2 separate regions of the Hordeum vulgare genome follow, and region 2 is linked to region 1. The links are chromatin contacts, called in public Hi-C maps. All regions are on one chromosome and are shown on one strand. Each heading gives the region's core, a stretch centred on a gene start, on an enhancer-like site or on the middle of the called end of the contact. The rest is flanking DNA. Distances are from core to core; before and after follow the strand shown.

Region 1 (4,995 bases), core at 1,289-3,788:
TCAATTCTTTTGGGAGAGGTCCTGTTTAACATGAAGCTTGACTTAAGTAACAGATCCAAATACCACTACAGAAATATATAGATCTACATCTTTTCAGATGGCGCATCACCAACAACAAATTGTATAATCTTACCTTCCTTCAATTCTAGCAGGTGCTGCTGCAGGTCCCAATTTGGCTAAAGCACGCTCTACTTCTTCGCTGACCTACAAATGCAATAACATGTGTCGACTGATCATAAAAGCAGCCAGATGAGTATATTAACAAGTTAATAAAAGATGTCGCATGTTCTTTAACTCACAACTCTTCGGAGAATCGGCTCCAGGGATGAACAAAGCTTCTGCAAACTGTCCAACTTGAGAGCTTCTACAATGACACTGAAAGAAAAGGACAAGTTGCAGAGGTTTATCAAAGCACGGTATAATAAACCTCAAATAAACAAAGGATGCACACCTTAGAACCTTAGATTTACGTATACCATTTGTTGTGCAATGGTTAACCAATATAAAATTCTTAGATGAAATTAAGCATGTGTCACATAGTTGTCATGTGGTTTTAGAAAATCCCAAATGATAACGCCCACACGTGTCGCATGTTTGCATTTCGCCCACACGGTCGATCCACGTTGAATCTGTTTTGCATGAATCCTAGAGGAATCTGTTGGAATTTCAGTGCCACGTAGGCATCATCATGTGTGTGGGCGTTGGAGAGTTCGCCCACACAACCCGCAGCGCGCGGTTGCCAGCTGCGTCGTGTGGGCGAACCGGTTTCTGCCCACACAGTCACCACCTAGTCCACGCGCGTGTGGGCGAATTGCTCTTCGCCCATACGACGCTCGTACATTGCTAGATGGCAACTGCAGTTGCGCGTACGTGGCAACTAGGTAAACACACATGTCAACTATGGTTCGTTCCTAGATGGCAACTGCAGTTGCGCGTACATGGCAACTAGGTGAACACATGGCAACTATGATTAACCATACATGGCAACTATGGTTGGACCACACATGGCAACTAGGTAAACACACATAGCAACTATCCCCGGGTAACTATAGTTAACCAAAACGGAGAGAGTTGCCATGCTTTTACAACTACATTTGCCATCCTGGTAACTAAAGTTGTCATCCGAGGGTAACTAAAGTGTCATCCCGCGGGTAACTAACGTAGCTACGCCAGGACGTGTGAGCAGATTTGCCTCGTGCCACACGCGCGGGGTGGGGATGAGTAGTACTTGTTGGGCGTGTGGCACGAAGTAGCTGCGCCCACACGTGTGGGCAGTTCTAATGTTCGCCCACACACGACCCGTGTGGGCTGCCTCCTGCGTACGCCACACATGGTGTGTGGGCGGATGTCTAATATGTCACACGTGTGGTGAATATCGGGACCCTAGAAAATAGATATTCAAATTCAAGTAGTCAATGAATTATATGGTGAAGCAGATGAGACAGATGCCTATTAAGAATTTCACTCAACGTTCAACGTAGGATATAATCAATATCTTACTAAAATCGGAAAAATTACATCAACTTGAGTCCTAGTCCAGTGAATATATATCACAAACATATTATAATAAATTCCGGTGAATAGCAATCTTAAACAATACCAATCAAGGAACTGATTGACTGATTATATGTGCCTATGTCTTGTTGTGGATGACAATAGACTTCAGAGCTCATAAAATGTTTTGAAACAATCTTTCAACTAAAATGGCCGATGCAGGACATGTTCTCACTTCTCACACAAAAAACTATGTTTCAATCCCGTTCTTGATAGGAAACTCTTATTCTCCATTAACTAGTCCGTTCAAGTGAAAGTGAACTTTCTCTTTAACTGCCCAATTTTAGCTGTCTAAAGAGCAGACACAGTGATTTAGCACCTTCAGCTGAGAGCAAATGCACACATTTCAGCATTAAAACAGGTCAGTACAAAACCAAAGCCGTATGAACACGAACTGGGCCAATCATTAATTGCGATAGCATCTCTTAATGATATCTGAGTTTAAGCTAGTAGTACTACAGCAAATCGCTAACCCAACCCCTAGGAAGCGCCACCGTCACAAACCTATTAAGTTAGGTCTCCAACACTCACCTGGCGAGGGCCGGGACGCGCGGCCGTTTAGGATCACGTTCGTCGTCGCCGCCGCCTCCGCCACTGCCGCCAGGGTCTAGCGCCCGCTTGGAGCCAGACCGCTCCATGTGGCGCCCCTGCCTCTGCATCTCCGCGGCGCCACAACCTTGCCGGCGCCGTGGGTCAGATCTGCGCCCACCACCACAATTCGGGGATTAAAAACAACCGGCCCGAAACTCCATAAAAATCAACACCTCGAATCGCAGTCAAGGACAAGGAGGCGTGGTGCCGAACCTTAGCAACTAGTAACTGGCAAACGATAGCGGCACGAGGGTTGGAGAAGGCCCGGGCTGCTCCTTCCCGCGTCGAGCTCGAGCCGGAGCAGTGCGGCAGCGACTGGGCGACGACTAGAGGCAAAGCAAGAGATGGAGAGAGAGAGAGAGAGATCTATGTGTGGCGTGGGTGGAGGTGGCGCCCGCCTTTGCCTTTGCTTTGTTTACTCGTTTTGGCTCGCGTACGAGGCGCCAACAACCGCGCGCGCCGTCAGTCAGGTAACCTGGATGACAAGTGGGGCATCGGCAACCGGGACCGCCTGTCTGTGGGTGTGGTGGGTAGGTTGGAGACCGGAGGGTGCTCAGAGCCGTGGCGGCTATCCCGGCCATTATTTTTCTCCATGAAGATTGTGCACGCAAATGTGCACTGCCGTGTTCACCCGCACTCGTCACTGACAGTGCCAAGATGGCCCGCCAGTCGGTCGATGTGTTGGGCTGATGACTAGTTTTAACTTCGCTGACAGTGGGTCGCCAAGTGGGCACTAGGTTACAACGTGCGATAGGGTAGTCGATGATGGGGCGCAGCTGAGGTGACAGATCGCCCACCGTGGTCCATGGATATTAGTCAAGTCTGCTGAGATCGTCTGTGGGCGCGCGACCGTATGTCCACTTCTTAGCCCAACTCCAACGCACATATCAAATGGTACCGGTCTTTGGATGTAAACGGACACAAAACAAGGTTCAACATGCGAGAACAAATGAATATTTATCCGTTTTATGTCCTTTTTGATCATTTTTTGTCTTTGATAGCATTTACGTTGAAATGAACACGTGCGGACGGACGAGATACGTGACCTTGTCCTTCCCTGGCCCGTCCATCGGGGACATAGTCGCCCATTTTTCTTCTCCCCGTCCCCTCCCTTCCTGTCGCCCCCATCCCTCGACCCCCAGCCATAGTCACAGCCGCCAAATTCTCGGTTGCCTCACTATCCAGCCCGGCCGACAAAAGCATGACTGTCGGATGTGTGTCTCTCTTGCCCCCGTCTCTTGCCCCTGTGCCGGCGGCTATCCGCTAGATCTGCGGCGGCGGGATTTCGCACACCCAACCGCCAGATTTGGCGCGTCCGGCTGCCAGTGATTCCGCTTTGCCATGGACTGGCCGGATATCGGGCCACACAGCCTCGGTAGCGTTTCGCGCCGCATGCAGGTATTGAGTCCGTCTCTAGTCGTTCGATCTATCTCATCGGTGGTTCGCTGGCAAAGACATGCTCGGTCATCGTCCGGGCTCAGCTCTAGCCCAGCGACTCGCCGGCTCGCCATTGTCGCTCATAAAGTGCCACGACTGCCCACTGCAGATTGTGTGTCGCGTTTCTACCACACGAGAACATCCCTGATTGGTGTTCTTCAAGTGCAAAAAAGATGGGGGTATGTGCTTCTTTTGATTTGGTTGTTCACCGGATTCAGAGCAATTTTGGTAGCTCATTGTTCGCTTAAATTGTGTGTAGGCTAACAAATGCAAGTTTTGGTATTGGGAATAAGAACACATTGATTTGTTGATAGCATGATATTTGATAGATGTTCATGCATCCCTTGCTATAATTGAGGGTAGAGATGAGAATAGAGAAGAGACTAAAGAGGAAGCAACGGCTATTTCTTTAGAATCAAAAAAGACAGAAGCATGTAAGCTTGAGAATCCGCGGATCAACAATAAAGACGTAAAAAAGATATTAATCCAACTAATAAGAGCAGTTGTGGAAGTTGGATATCTTTTAAAATGTCTAACTGTTGTTCTTGTTTTTTTTTGTCTTCCTTTTCTAGCCGAGAATAGGTGAATGCATTACAATGCATCAAAACATTGTATTTGAAATAGAATAAAAAGCGGCCAAAAAAATGTATACATGCGGATCAGATGCCTCCACGCATTGGACGCATGACCAACACATCCAAAAACGATCGGACGTCGCCCCATTACCCTGCCCAAACGGACAAATTCGAATAAAACGAACGTCCGTATAGGATCGTGCATTGGAGTTGGCCTTAAAGCATCTATCGTTGGACTTAAAAATCCGTCCCACTAAACGTGTGGGACGCGTTCAAACACGCGAGCTCCTGTTGGGTGTTTCACGCGCTAGGGAAGCTCCATGGCTCCGCCACGACAACCCTTGTGGCCAGGCCATGTAGAGCGAGATCAGTCGCATTTATTTCCTCTGGGTTCGCTCGATCGCTTTTAAAAAATAACAAAAATATCGTGTCAAAAATGTTCATGGATTTAAAAAAATCATGATTTTCAAAAAAAGTTTATGATTTTTTAAAGAAGTTCATCGATTTGAAAAAATTTCATTGAAATTGCAAAGAAAGTTCATAAAATTAAAAAAAACTCTTGGATTTGTAGAAAACGTTAATCAATTTGAAAAAATCATCAAAATTAAGAAAAGTTCATGGATTTTGAAAAAAGTTCATTGATTTGAAAAAAAGGCTCGTGTATTTGTAAACAATTATCGAATAGGAAGAAGAAAAAGAAAAAAAAAGAGAAACGAAAAAAAGAAAAGGGCAAAGAATATAAAAAGGAAAAAATATTGAATGCTACCAAATCCCGCTGGGTGGTGGGGTGGTTACATGAGTTGTACCTTGATGAGGGAGGTTGCTCGTTTGATTCGCA
Region 2 (5,520 bases), core at 915-3,414, 450 kb after region 1:
TGGACAAGTTTTGGTGGTGGTCGTCGAGCAAGCTGGCACGTGCGATCATCCATTTCTTCAATAAGTAAAGCTTAGTTAAATCTAAGAATTGCCAATAAACTAAAGTTGTTTGAATTACCAAAATGTTCACTTCAATTGTTTCTAGGACGATAATGCATGAAGCATATAACACGGTAAATATATCTAATGTGAGATCAGTCCAAGATCATACTTATGTTATAATCTGCTAGTAGTTTTAGCCACACCAAAAACCATACTACAAGGTTGCAAGGCAGCTCTACAGGCAGTTGCAATGTCATCCTAGGATGATATCCCAAAATGGCGAAATCATAAAAAAACACCTCACCTTTAGCTATCTTGGCTTCTCTTATGAATGTCCTGGGTCGGTTGTCATGGATGCTCATTTTTTTCTTTGAAGTCATAAGCTGCAATTTGTGATTTGGTTTACTATCGTGAGAAGTACTGTTCAAAGAGGAAAAGTTTAGTACGATCATTCATACCTCCTCATGAATCATGATCAAATATAGTTTTAACGATATGCAAGTGTGAAAGAACTTTCCTTTACTAGTTTGGAGGAAATATGTTCTCACATATTCCCAACCTTAACATATGGAAATGAAAAACCGAGGCCATATATACCTCAACTTCATGATGTGTAATGTTTAGATCATCAAAGATACCTAATGATATTTGCTACCGATAGCAGTTTCAACTGTAAGCAATTAGTTGGTCAGGATAAAAGTTATCTTTATAAGAGAACCATGTAGTCCAAGAGATACCGCATATTTACAACACGAATGGTTGGGTTATCTGGAAATAAACTGAGAAGAAGGCAAGAACAAAAGGGAAGAAGGCAACAACAAAATTTCTCTCCATGCATGTCTTGTAACATGGACCAAGAACTTGTTCAACTATGGAGCAGAACAATTCCTTGCACATAAAAAAATCTGAATCAGTATTCAAGTAGGGTACAACTTTTGGAGTGACGAATGCAGATCTTCAAGATTCTCTTCGACCTCATCTAAATAATTTGATGAAGAGAAGTTAAATTAAAAACATAACCCGACAATCTCTCCTGCTTTTTCCTGCTCTAAATGATATGATGTTGTGATTGTCAGTCACCGCCACCTCCCTGCTCTTACCTTGCCCGTCTCCAAGGTCTGCCCTAATTTATTGACCACAATCAGTATGAAGAGCACTTGTATATTGTTTGATGGTCGATACATGAATGAGAAAGAAATATAGGGGAACCTGGGAAAAGGGTGAGTGAAGAGTGGTAGGGAAGAAATCATATATACACGTAGGTGGGCACATCAACCACCGTGAATGCCTGTTGAGAAAACTAAAGAATGATTGCTTCCTTCAATCTCCAACGGAGTAATTTCGCACAGCCGAACAGCCATGGCGTCGGTCTGCATCTTCGTCCGCGTCGGTTCACCTTGCCCCCAAACAGTGGGACTAATCGATCGACACCCCCTATTTCGCATGCGACGGATCCGCTCCCCTCTCTCTCTCTCCCTCTCGCAGCGACCTAATCGGTCTTCTCTGTCGAGCTCTGTCTGACTCGTTCCTCTGTCGAGCGGATTTTCTTTTTTGAGATCTACGGCCGGTCGATCAGTCTGCCTATTTTGCGTTTTTATGGACCTTGGTCATTTAACTAACGGGCCACTACAAAAGGCCCAGCTTAGCAAAGCGCTCCGATTCGGCTACCGGAGTAGTAGCCCTTAGGACTTCGAGCTCTGTCTGACTCGTTCCTCTGTCGAGCGGATTTTCGTTCTTGAGATCTTCGATCAGTCTGTCTCTTTTACGTTTTTATGGACCTTGGTCTACAAAAGGCCCAGTTTACCAAAGCGCTTCGATTTGGCTGCCGGAGTAGCAGCCCTTAGGACTTCTGGCCCACGTAATAGAACGTGCGGGGGAGGGTGATCCCACGGCCAAAACGTTTCAATCCTGTAAACGGACGGTCAAAAATGATGAAGACGTGAGAGGGCTTGGAAGTGGTGTGCGGTTATAGTGTCCTAAATTACTCCCGCAGCCTCTCCTTTGGTTAGCTCGACTGGCTTCCCCGTTCGTCACCCCCAGATTTCTCACGCCAGCACCGCCGAGCTCTCCCCCCGGAAGGCCGGAACACGCCTCCTGGTCTCCTTCCGCGGAGGCAGGCCACCTCCAAGGACCCCCCCCCCCCCCCCCCTCCCTTCCATTCGTCGCCGTCCTCCTCCGCGCTACTGGACAGATCCATCCGTGCTCGGATCGCTTCCTTCTCTTGGTAACGAACCCTAGCTTTCCTGGATTACTCCAAGAGTTTTAATATATGATTTCCCATCGCGTTAGCAATCTGATGCCAAAAAATACATATCTGTGTTTTGCTGGGTAATTTGTTCTGGATTTCACTGTTGCGGCCTGCGTGGTCCTCGGTAGTACCCCGCAGAAATCAGCTGCGGGGTCGACCTAGCGTGTACTGCAAGCCTGTGTACTTTGTTAGAGTGAAGAAATTGGATCTCGCTAAGGGCAGCATGGTTTTCCCCTGTCTTGGCTGTTTATTCTGGGATTAGGGTTTAGGGATTCTGGTCATGGTAATTAATTAGGCTTAGGAATTATTGTTACGACCTAGCTTGGTGAAGGGTGTTGTCAAGTATACTGAGTTAGGGCCTGTTTGGGACTGCTTAAATTCACCAAAATCAGCTTCACTTCGTCAAATTCACTTTGGAGCAGTTTCATACAGAAGCTATAGCACTATCAAGAGAATGTTTGGCTTCCATCTAGCTCCAGCTTCAAGAATATAAAATTTGGTGGAAAGAATCTATTTGATTGGTTGAGGGGAAAGAAATGAAGGGCTATCCACTTAGTGGTGGCAGTGGTGGGTAATTTTCCCCCAACTCCAGCTTCTAGTCTTTTTTGGAGCACCCTCTCGGGAGCTTCATAAAAACTTTGAAGTTGTACCCCAGATTCTAGTTTTTTTTTGTGGAGCAGCATATCGTGGAGCTACCCCGTTTGGCTTGTTTTTTCTGGAGCAGAGTTGAATTTTAAGGAGTAGAGCAGTCCCAAACAGGCTCTTAATAATAGGCATTGGTAGCACTGCGTTTTACCATGATATGCTGAATTGGGCAGCATATTAATCTTGATTTATTCCAACTTAACACCCCAGTTGATTCTTTGTCCAGTTAGATCTTGGGACACTGTTGAGAGACGATTGATTCTGCCCAGTGTTGCACTCTGGGAATTACCCTGCAGATCTAAACACCATGGTTGCAACCTAACTTTAATTGAAACAAAAGTGAATGAGCTTTGCATGTAGTAGCTTCTTGCCTTCTTTTGACTAGAGCTATTATATGAATCTGCAAAGTGAGGACTCGTTCGGTAATCCACCAGCTCCTTAAAATTTAAGAATCTACAGAACACCTGTGCAGCCACTCCACGAATTTGAACTACAGCTCCGTCTGCTCCGGGAGCAGAGCCGTGGAGCGGAGGGACTCCGAATGGGGCCTAAGTGTCTTCTCCACATGCAGTTGTAATGTGGCTGGATTTATAAATGTCAAGATCATTTGCCTGCTTAGATATTCCAGATAATGTAGACCTAACTCGCTAATATTGGTAACTATATGTTTCTTGCCTTCTGAAGAAGGCATAAGTACTGATTCGAGGTTCATGCACGCCAATATGTTATCCTCTTTTCCTTTATTAGTTGGAGGCGTCGATAAGGAAATTCATGCTTGCACCTAGTGTTAGGTAGTGCCTTGCTTACTTTGACATCCCCATACCTTTGTTCTAGAAAATTCTGATTCATTCTAATATTCTACTCCCTCCGTTCCTAAATATAAGTCTTTTTAGACTTTCACTAGGGACTACATATGGATTTATATAGACATACATTAGAGTGTAGATTCACTCATTTTGCTCCGTATGTAGTCCGTAGTTGAATCTCTAAAAAGACTTATATTTAGGAACGGAGGGAGTATAACACTAAGTAACTTATGTTTATTTTACTGTCAGGTTCAGCGTATGGTCATGTCTTCTTCAATGGACTCATCATACCTTCCTGCTACCACTGAGTCAATTGCAATGGCCCAGGAGGCTAAGGATGCTTCAGAGTCAATATCGATCCTTTACCGTGTGATTCAAGACCCGTCTTCTTCTGCAGATGCACTGAGAGCAAAAGAACTTGCAATTACCAACCTTACAAATTACCTCACTCAAGAGAACCGAGCTGAGGAGCTGCGAAACCTTTTGACCCAGCTCAGGCCATTTTTCTCACTGATTCCCAAGGCCAAGACTGCAAAAATTGTCCGTGGAATCATTGATGCTGTCTCCAAGATTCCTGGAACATCTGATCTCCAGATCTCGCTGTGCAAAGAGATGGTGGAATGGACCCGTGCAGAGAAGCGCACGTTCCTCAGGCAGCGTGTGGAGGCAAGGTTAGCGGCACTTTTGCTGGAGAATCAGGAGTACACTGAAGCCCTGACCCTCCTTACTGGTCTTATCAAGGAAGTCAGGAGACTTGATGACAAGTTACTCCTTGTGGACATAGACCTCTTGGAAAGCAAACTCCACTTCTCACTGAGAAACCTGCCAAAGGCCAAAGCTTCGTTGACTGCTGCAAGGACAGCAGCGAATGCCATCTATGTTCCACCGGCTCAGCAGGGCACTATTGATCTGCAGAGTGGAATCCTTCACGCAGAAGAAAAGGATTACAAAACTGCTTACAGCTACTTCTTTGAAGCATTTGAAGCTTTCAATGCACTGGATGACCCAAGAGCTATCTTCAGCTTGAAGTACATGCTCTTGTGCAAGATAATGGTTAACCAAGCTGATGATGTTGCTGGAATAATCTCATCTAAGGCTAGCCTAAAGTATGTTGGTCCGGATGTTGATGCTATGAAAGCTGTAGCTGATGCCTACTCTAAAAGATCTCTCAAGTACTTTGAAACTGCCCTCCGTGATTTCAAATCCCAGCTTGAGGAGGACCCAATTGTTCACAGGCATCTGTCCTCTCTGTATGATACCCTCTTGGAGCAGAATCTGTGCAGGTTGATTGAGCCCTACTCGAGAGTGGAGATTGGGCATGTTGCACAGATGATTGAACTGCCGGTTGATCATGTTGAGAAGAAGCTGTCGCAGATGATTCTAGACAAGAAATTTGCTGGTACTCTGGATCAAGGTGCTGGTTGCCTCATCATCTTTGAGGATCAGAAGACAGAGGCCATCTTCCCTGCTACACTGGAAACCATTTCTAATGTTGGAAAGGTCGTGGACAGTCTTTACATGAGGTCGGCCAAGATCATGGCTTGAAGGCAACCTTTAAGACATGTAATCCTGCATATTGATGCACTGGCATGTGATAGTTTGACTGTTTGGTATGGTTTCAGCCTTTTCAGTGCCTTTGCCGCCTTTAAGACATGTAATCCTGCATATTGGCACTTGATTTTGTATGTCGGTCGTTATGTTGGATCATAGAAAAATCCACCTTGCTCATGAACTGGACAATTTGTTAATTTTATGCGGTGGATGTACCGATGCTAGCTT

The links. Hi-C and Micro-C count contacts between places; a contact is called where the count stands out from the background.
Region 2: a contact with region 1 is called in a Hi-C map of leaf, with 2.4 times the contacts expected there. The contact joins the promoter of LOC123426812 here to the promoter of LOC123426811 in region 1. A contact is called at or near these places in 3 of 6 Hi-C or Micro-C datasets (leaf and seedling).

Annotation. Positions count from the first base shown.
Region 1 is chr2H:492,852,058-492,857,052 of MorexV3_pseudomolecules_assembly, forward strand. LOC123426811 (calmodulin-binding protein 60 D-like) reads right to left here and starts at 2,539. Exons shown (of 10, transcript XM_045110711.1): 1 at 2,359-2,539; 2 at 2,086-2,253; 3 at 300-375; 4 at 134-204; 5 at 1-21. The coding sequence starts at 2,213.
Region 2 is chr2H:493,297,536-493,303,055 of MorexV3_pseudomolecules_assembly, forward strand. It overlaps LOC123426812 (26S proteasome non-ATPase regulatory subunit 11 homolog), which reads left to right and starts at 2,165. Exons shown (of 2, transcript XM_045110712.1): 1 at 2,165-2,266; 2 at 3,991-5,520. The coding sequence starts at 4,000. The coding sequence ends at 5,286.